2 separate regions of the Bos taurus genome follow, and region 2 is linked to region 1. The links are chromatin contacts, called in public Hi-C maps. All regions are on one chromosome and are shown on one strand. Each heading gives the region's core, a stretch centred on a gene start, on an enhancer-like site or on the middle of the called end of the contact. The rest is flanking DNA. Distances are from core to core; before and after follow the strand shown. Region 1 holds the start of CFB (complement factor B). Region 2 holds the start of LY6G5C (lymphocyte antigen 6 family member G5C).

Region 1 (3,643 bases), core at 336-2,835:
CATTTTGTGGCTTTGAACGGGGATAAGCTGAATATTAATCTCAAGACAGGGTCAGAGGTGAGGGTCTCAGGTTCTGGATGCTGTTGAGGGTGGGGATGGGATTTCTCTCTGTATCCCCTAGCTCTGGCTGCTTTCTACCTCTGACCCCAAGTCATCCCTCCTCCTGGGCCTAGCAAGCCCTGCCCTGGGCTCGCTCACTCCATCCTTGTGTCCTCTTCTGCCCCTCCTGCAGTGGACAAACTGTGTCAAGGTCGTCCTCAAAGACAAAACCACGTTCCCCAACCTGACAGATGTCAGAGAGGTGGTGACAGACCAGTTCCTATGCAGTGGGACCCAGGGGGATGACAGTCCCTGCAAGGGTGAGCCCCTCCTCCGCCCACTTTCCATCCCCAACCCCCACCCTGGAGTCCAGATTCCCCAGGGGAAGGCCACCGATGTCCCTTGTGGCCAGCATGCACGCCCTGATGCAGCGGTGATGGTTGGCAGGATGACAGTCTCTGTCCCTCCTTTCTGGTAGGAGAATCTGGAGGAGCAGTTTTCCTTGAGCGGAGACTCAGGTTTTTTCAGGTGAGAAGGGAGAAGTTTGCAGGACTGGAGTCACGGGATCTTGGCCTTGTTGGGGGATGAGGCAGACCTTTGAAGGACCTAAGGAGGTTGGGGCTGGGACAGGGGAAGCCCCCCACTCCAACCTTTCCCTCTTCTAGGTGGGCCTGGTGAGCTGGGGTCTCTACAACCCCTGTGGCGGCTCCAGTAAGAACTCCCGCAAACCTGCGCCCCATGGCAAGGTCCCGCGAGATTTCCACATCAACCTCTTCCGCCTGCAGCCCTGGCTCAGGCAGCATCTGGAGGGCATCCTGAACTTTGTGCCCCTCTAATCTTGGCCACCGAGCCCTCTGCTGACCTGCCAGGACCTGCTGTCTCTCCAGTCTCCTACCTCTGAATGCCCACCCTCAGCCTCCATGACCCATCTGCACTCCTTGCTTTGAACACATTCCCGCCTCCAGGATTCCAGGGCAGAGGCACATCCACACTAGGGAATCCCCGGCGCTCCTCCCAGCGCTGACCCCACCCTCTGCTGTACTTGGCTCACTCTCCTTCTCCTTACATAGGAAATTACCCAGTTATGAAATTAATAAAAAGCCAGTGATCCCCACATTTGTCTGTGCCTCTGCCTAGGGGCTGGCCTGGGAGGGGAGAAAAAGGCCAGAATAATTCCAGGAACCGCCAAGAAGGCAGGTCAGAGACCTTGCTGGACAAACAGTGGCTGAACTCTGTTCCTTAACAGAGTCAGCAGCAGGGGGTAGGGGGGGGCGGCGCGCAGTGTGGATCTTATATCTAGTCCCCAAGGGGAGGTCTGGGCTTGTTGGACAGGACCAGGGGCGGAGAGGAGGTGTTGACTGGCTGAGTCCTGGACCTTGGGGAGCCAAAGGTGGAGTTTTTGCAGTTTCTGTTTCCTTGATTGGCAGCTCAGTGGGGCCCTCCCCGCTTGGACATTCCGGAAAGTGATGTGGGTAGGGAGGGTGGGGTGAACAGCAGGTGCCAGAACAGGATTGCATAAAAGGCTGGAGGTTGTGGGGGGCAGGGGAAGGGAGTGTGACTAGGCTCAGGTCTAAAGTTTCAGCTTGGCCATCAAGCCAAGCAGACTTGCAGCAGAAGCCAGGAGAGGCCCTCCTGCCCCCCAGCCCCGGGTCACCATGGGGATTGGTCACAACCCCCGACTCTGCCTGGTACCCTTGATCCTGGGCCTCTTGTGTGGAGGTAAGTGAGATCACAGCCCCCCTCCCTCCACTCCTGCTTCCCCCACGATCCGTCCTCGGCCTTGTGAGGCTGGGCCTCACCAACTTTTCTCTTTAGGTGTGGGCATGACGCCATTGCCTGAGGCTGGGCCCCAAAGCCCCTGCTCTCTGGAGGGAGTAGAGATCAAAGGTGGCTCCTTCCGGCTTCTCAAGGCGGGCCAGGTGCTGGAGTACTTGTGTCCTTCTGGCTTCTACCCATACCCCACGCAGATTCGCACCTGCAGATCCACAGGGTCCTGGAGCACCCTGCAGACTCAAGACAGAAAGATTGTCAAGAGGGCTGAATGCAAAGGTTGGAGGGCAGTGAGGATGGGCATGGGCTGGCTGTGGGACGGAGCAGGTGGCAGCCAAGGTCCAGACTTGGATAAGTCTAGGCTTGAGTGGAGACCAGGCAGGCTGACAAGTTGGGCTGAGCACGGGTCAGAGCTGAGCGAGGGTTGGAGGTGGGATGGAGAGAGAAGGAAGGGGAGCTAGACTTTACTAAGCATTTACCCTGTGTCAAGCAGTCCCGGTAGTTCAAAGAACACTTAGAAATGGGGAGCGGGGAGCAGCAGTACTCCTTATGGGTGGAGGTTCCTCCAGGGGTTGAAGGTAGTAGCTATTCTGTGAGGCCCAGAAGTGGTATTTCTCAGTGACAGGGTCCCTGAGACCAGAAGGGTTATCCTAAAGGGCAGCCCTTCCCTTCCAGTAACTTCTACTTGGTCTCCACCCCCTTGCCCCCAAAGCAATTCGCTGTCCCAGACCACAGGATTTTGAGAATGGGGAGTACTGGCCCCGGGCTGCCTACTACAATTTGAGCGATGAGATCTCTTTCCGCTGCTATGATGGCTACACTCTTCGGGGCTCTGCCAATCGCACCTGCCAAGGGAATGGTCGGTGGGATGGGGAAACGGCCATCTGTGATGATGGAGGTGAGAACCGTCCCCCCTGTCCACAACAGCTCCTTCTCCCTGACCACCCGCAGCCTGAGGAACCAGTGCCACAGCTCTCGGTTCTCTGCCTTGCCCTTTGGGCCCCAGGCTTTGGCCCTCACCAGTGTGTCTTACACTTCTGCAGCGACGTACTGCCCCAACCCGGGCATCCCCCTTGGCACGAGGAAGGTGGGCAGCCAGTACCGCCTTGAAGACCGTGTCACCTACTACTGCAACCGGGGGCTCACTCTACGTGGTTCTGAGCAGCGAACATGCCTGGAAGGTGGCTCTTGGAGTGGAACGGAGCCTTCCTGCCAAGGTGACCCTTATCTGTACCCTCAAGTCAGACCCTGCTCTCCCATCTGCACATCCCCTCAGGAGCGCACTGCCTTCTCTCACTGCCACCATCCAGCTCCTTCCTCCCTTCTCTAAATCTCCCTGAAGAACTTCTAAGCCCTTCCCGCCCCTGAAGCCCACCATCTCGTGTCAGTGTCCCTGACCCTCCCAGACATTTGACCTGCTCTCTGATCTCTCCCAGACTCCTTTATGTACGACACTCCTGCAGAGGTGGCCGAAGCTTTCCTGTCTTCCCTGACAGAGACCATAGAAGGAGTTGATGCCGAGGATGGACATAGCCCAGGTTTGAAGGCAGAGAGGGGAGGCGGGGCAGGGAGTTGGGCATGGGGTGGAGAAGGGGCAGGAGACCTCTTTGTTCTGGAGCCTGAGCCTCTCTGGTGACATCCAGGGGAACAACAGAAGAGAAAGATTGTCCTGGACCCCTCAGGCTCCATGAACATCTACCTGGTATTGGATGGATCAGACAGCGTGGGGGCCCACAACTTCACAGGGGCCAAGAATTGTCTCAGAGATTTCATCGAGAAGGTGGGGCCCCCTCCCCTTGAAGGTGGGAACCTTGAAAGGACCTCACTGCCCTGC
Region 2 (3,566 bases), core at 312-2,811, 200 kb before region 1:
GTAGCAGAAGAATGGTGCTGGCAGGAACTACTGCTGACAGACGGGGAGAAGGCAGCCCGAGGAAAGGCCAGCGGATCTGGGAACTCCAGGCCTGCGAGGCTGGGTGTTATAAGGAGGGTGAGCCAAGAAGGCAAGAGGAATGGAAGTAGCGATGTGGAGTAGCTCTAAAGGAAAGGAGAGAGGGAGTGATAGAACAGTATCTTAGAGTTGTGGGAACCAGTTGGGGTGCCGCTTAGAAGGCTGGTAAAGACTCAGTTCGGGAATGGACTGGACCCAAGATGAAAGGAAGAGGCAGCTTACTGTTCTTTATGAGCAGAGTCATGCAGCTGCTGCCCTTTGGGACAAGGCAGGTGTCAGATCCCAGAAGGCATCCCAACTCCTTGGTCTCAAAGAGGCATCGATAGCAGCTTAGGTATTCGTTGAAATATTTCTGTCTAATGGGTTCTTGATCATATATCTCAGACTGACCTGGAACACAGAGAAACACTGACCCCAAACCCACTTAATTCCCAGACTGATCAACCCCACTGTTCCCTCCTACCTCCCTACTCAGAAAACCATAAAATCACCAATTCCTGAAAAATATCAGGCTTAATCTAACATCAGAAGCTTTAGTTCTCATAAAAAATCTCCACTCTCTACTCTCATACCTCTTGAAATGAGGAACTCATTCATTCAACATGCATTTGAGGGGCTAACATGCTTAGCACTCTACAAGCCTCTAAATTAAAGGTTAGGCCAAGGCAGTTCATTCCAACTTTTAGCAGCCCTGTTAAGACAGTGCTTCCTCTGTGACTTGGTTTCACTGTCCCTCACCCAACCCCCAGATTCTCTTTTGAATATGCTTTCTTAATCTGTAATGTTCAGAGTGTGAAAACCTCAGAGCGTATCATCACAGGACAGGAAGAATCTCTCCTTTCTGTAGCCAGGAGACTTCAAACAGCCCAGGGCCACATTCTTTGTTTGGTTGTCCTTTCACTGAACAGACTCATGAAACGTTGTCCACCAAAGCCCTCCCCAACTACACCATATTCATCTCCCTCCTCCTCTGGTCCCGGGCCCAGATCACATGTTACTGAGCCCCCAAAACCCACTTTCAGACCCAGCAGAGCACTTGTATGAAGCAGATGCTGAGCAAACACTTTGGATCTGGTTTCTGTGTAGACGGTGCTTTGCACCCAAGTGGAGTTATCAGGCTGAACTTAGCCTTGTTCTACGCTGTGTATCCTGAGGCTGTCATCTGGCACGTTCCCCCAACCCTCCCCATTCTGTATTGCCCTCAGATTCGAAGAGATTCCCCTTAGTATCTCCATTTAGGTTATTGCCGTTGAGTGAGACAGCCTTGGGGTAGTCACCAGCAATCTTCCTCAGAGTGAATATCAGTCTGTTATCAGTCTGATATTATCCCACCACGCCCACCCATCCCATCTTTCCTCCTGACTGGTTTTACCTGAATGTTCTTGGTACATGTATTCAGATACTTGGTATCAGGGTTTCTGTATCCAGCAGGTTAGGAAACCCTTCTGACCCCATTGAAACACTTACCAAACACCAAGCTCATCGTGACCAGCACTATTAAGAGGACTATGTACAGGGTTTGATTCTGGTTACCTGCATGGCCTTCCATAACATACATGACTGCCCACCAGCCTCCACTTTGGCCTTATATTGGCTGAAGAGAAGTGGGCAAAGAGGAAAGGGGGAGGCAACATCCTTTTGGAGTGGAAATCAATGCTAGAATCTACAGCCAAGAGACTGAGTGTCCTCACCCATGGCCCTAACATCCTGGTTTGGAAACAAGGATGGGGGAGATGGGGGAAGGAGAGGGGAACCTTCTTTCATATTAATTCAACAGACATTCGTTAGATCACTGCATCAGGTATTGGGGATACAATACTGCACAAAGTCCCTACCCTCACAGAGCACAATCTAGAATGAGAGACCAGTCAACAATGAGGGAGTAAGGGGAAGAGTGTTTCTGGGAGAACTTGGGCAGTGCAAACCACTGACAAAGAGATTTCAGCAGAAGAGTACAAGATCAGATTTCTGTTTGTAAAAGATTTCTGAGGCGGGGAAATCAGTTAGGAAGCTATTCCTGAGTTCAGTCACAAGATGGCGGCCTGGTCTAGCAGAAGAGAGGGAAGCCGACAAGTGAATGACTCTGAGCAGCATTAGAAGGAAGACTAGACAGATTTGGACTTGGACTGTGAGGTGAGGAAGGGACTTGCAAAAGGGGATGACTGTGATACTATTTTTCAGGATGGGGAAGACGTGTCAGAAATCCAAAAGCGAGGACACCTGAGTCGTGAGTGACCCTACTCAGTCCAGTAGGGGTGCCAGAAAACCAGAGCCGTTCCATACACCCCCACCCCCCTGCTTTTCCGGTCCCGCCTCAGCTCAACCGCAGGTCAGTGGGTCTGATCTCCGGTGCCCACCGGCTCTGGCGCTGTGAGCTCGCTCTCCGTGCCTGGCTGCACCTCAGGGCTTTTGGGAAGACGCGAGGGCGGCCCCCAGCCCAAGCTCAGCTCTTGGCCAGGCGGCTGGAGAGAAACCTGAGAAGGTCGAGTCGCGCGCTTCGTGGGGACCCAGGCATCCTGCCCTGGTGTGTGTGTGTGTGTCGCTTCGTGGGGACCCAGGCATCCTGCCCTGGTGTGTGTGTGTGTGTGTGTCGCTTCGTGGGGACCCAGGCATCCTGCCCTGGTGTGTGTGTGTGTGTGTGTGTGTGTGTGTGTACACTTAGTCGCTCAGGGGTGTGTGTGTGTATACTTAGTCGCTCAGTCGTGTCCGACTCTTGGCGACTCCATGGACTGTAGCCCTCCAGGCTCCTCTGTCTATGGGGATTCTCCAAGCAAGAATATTGAAGTGGGTTGCCATGCCCTCCTCCAGGGGATCTTCCCAACCCAGGGATTGAACCCAGGTCTCGCGCACTGCAGGTGAATTCTTTACCGACTGAGCCACCAGGGAAGCTTGCCCTGCCGGATCACCTAAAGTACTATGCGGCTTCCCCGGAAGGTGGCACTTTGGTGCCAACATCCCTCCCATACCCGGATGCTGCGCCAGGCGCCCCATACGCTCCCTCCGCCGGGGGGCCTCCTGGGCCCACCTCGCCTGCTCCGTCGAAATCTGGCCAGATCAGTCTGTGTGAAAGACTCAGGTTTTTAGCTTTAAGGGTCGGGTGGGCTACGGAAAGTCCTCGGCTTCCAAGAACGCTCCACCTGCACCAGCTTCCGGTCTGAAGGTTTGGGGCCGGGCCCAGCCCGAGGATTCCCTGCTGATTATTCAAGAATCATCCGGTCTTGGGGCTGCTGATGAGGAAGCTAGGACGAAAGGATGGAAACACACCAAGAAAGGCGGACGCGAAAGAAAAAATACGAGAGAAAAACACACACCACTGCGTTCACCTGAAGAGACTTGGCACGATAAAAATAGAATTATTTTAGGGAAAAGTCAGAGTAATGGCGAACTGGGGAGGAGCACCTGGCACCGATATAAACGTTGAATAAGTGACAAAAAGAATCAGACAGCGGGGACTGTTTTCGAAGCAAAAGGGGCAAAGGGGAGGCAGA

Evidence for each region. Hi-C and Micro-C count contacts between places; a contact is called where the count stands out from the background.
Region 2: a Hi-C map of skin fibroblasts shows a contact between it and region 1, with 3 times the contacts expected there. The contact joins the promoter of LY6G5C here to the promoter of CFB in region 1. A contact is called at or near these places in 2 of 11 Hi-C or Micro-C datasets (liver and skin fibroblasts).

The regions. Positions count from the first base shown.
Region 1 is chr23:27,419,319-27,422,961 of ARS-UCD2.0, reverse strand. It overlaps CFB (complement factor B), which reads left to right and starts at 1,585. Exons shown (of 18, transcript NM_001040526.1): 1 at 1,585-1,758; 2 at 1,855-2,088; 3 at 2,522-2,707; 4 at 2,853-3,026; 5 at 3,246-3,347; 6 at 3,453-3,589. The coding sequence starts at 1,695. It overlaps C2 (complement C2), which reads left to right. Exons shown (of 18, transcript NM_001034492.1): 15 at 1-57; 16 at 233-359; 17 at 518-567; 18 at 705-1,151. The coding sequence ends at 875.
Region 2 is chr23:27,620,858-27,624,423 of ARS-UCD2.0, reverse strand. It overlaps LY6G5C (lymphocyte antigen 6 family member G5C), which reads right to left and starts at 1,561. Exons shown (of 3, transcript XM_024984084.2): 1 at 1,546-1,561; 2 at 301-468. The coding sequence starts at 1,561. It overlaps LOC132343673 (a long non-coding RNA gene), which reads right to left. Exons shown (of 2, transcript XR_009492630.1): 2 at 3,403-3,566.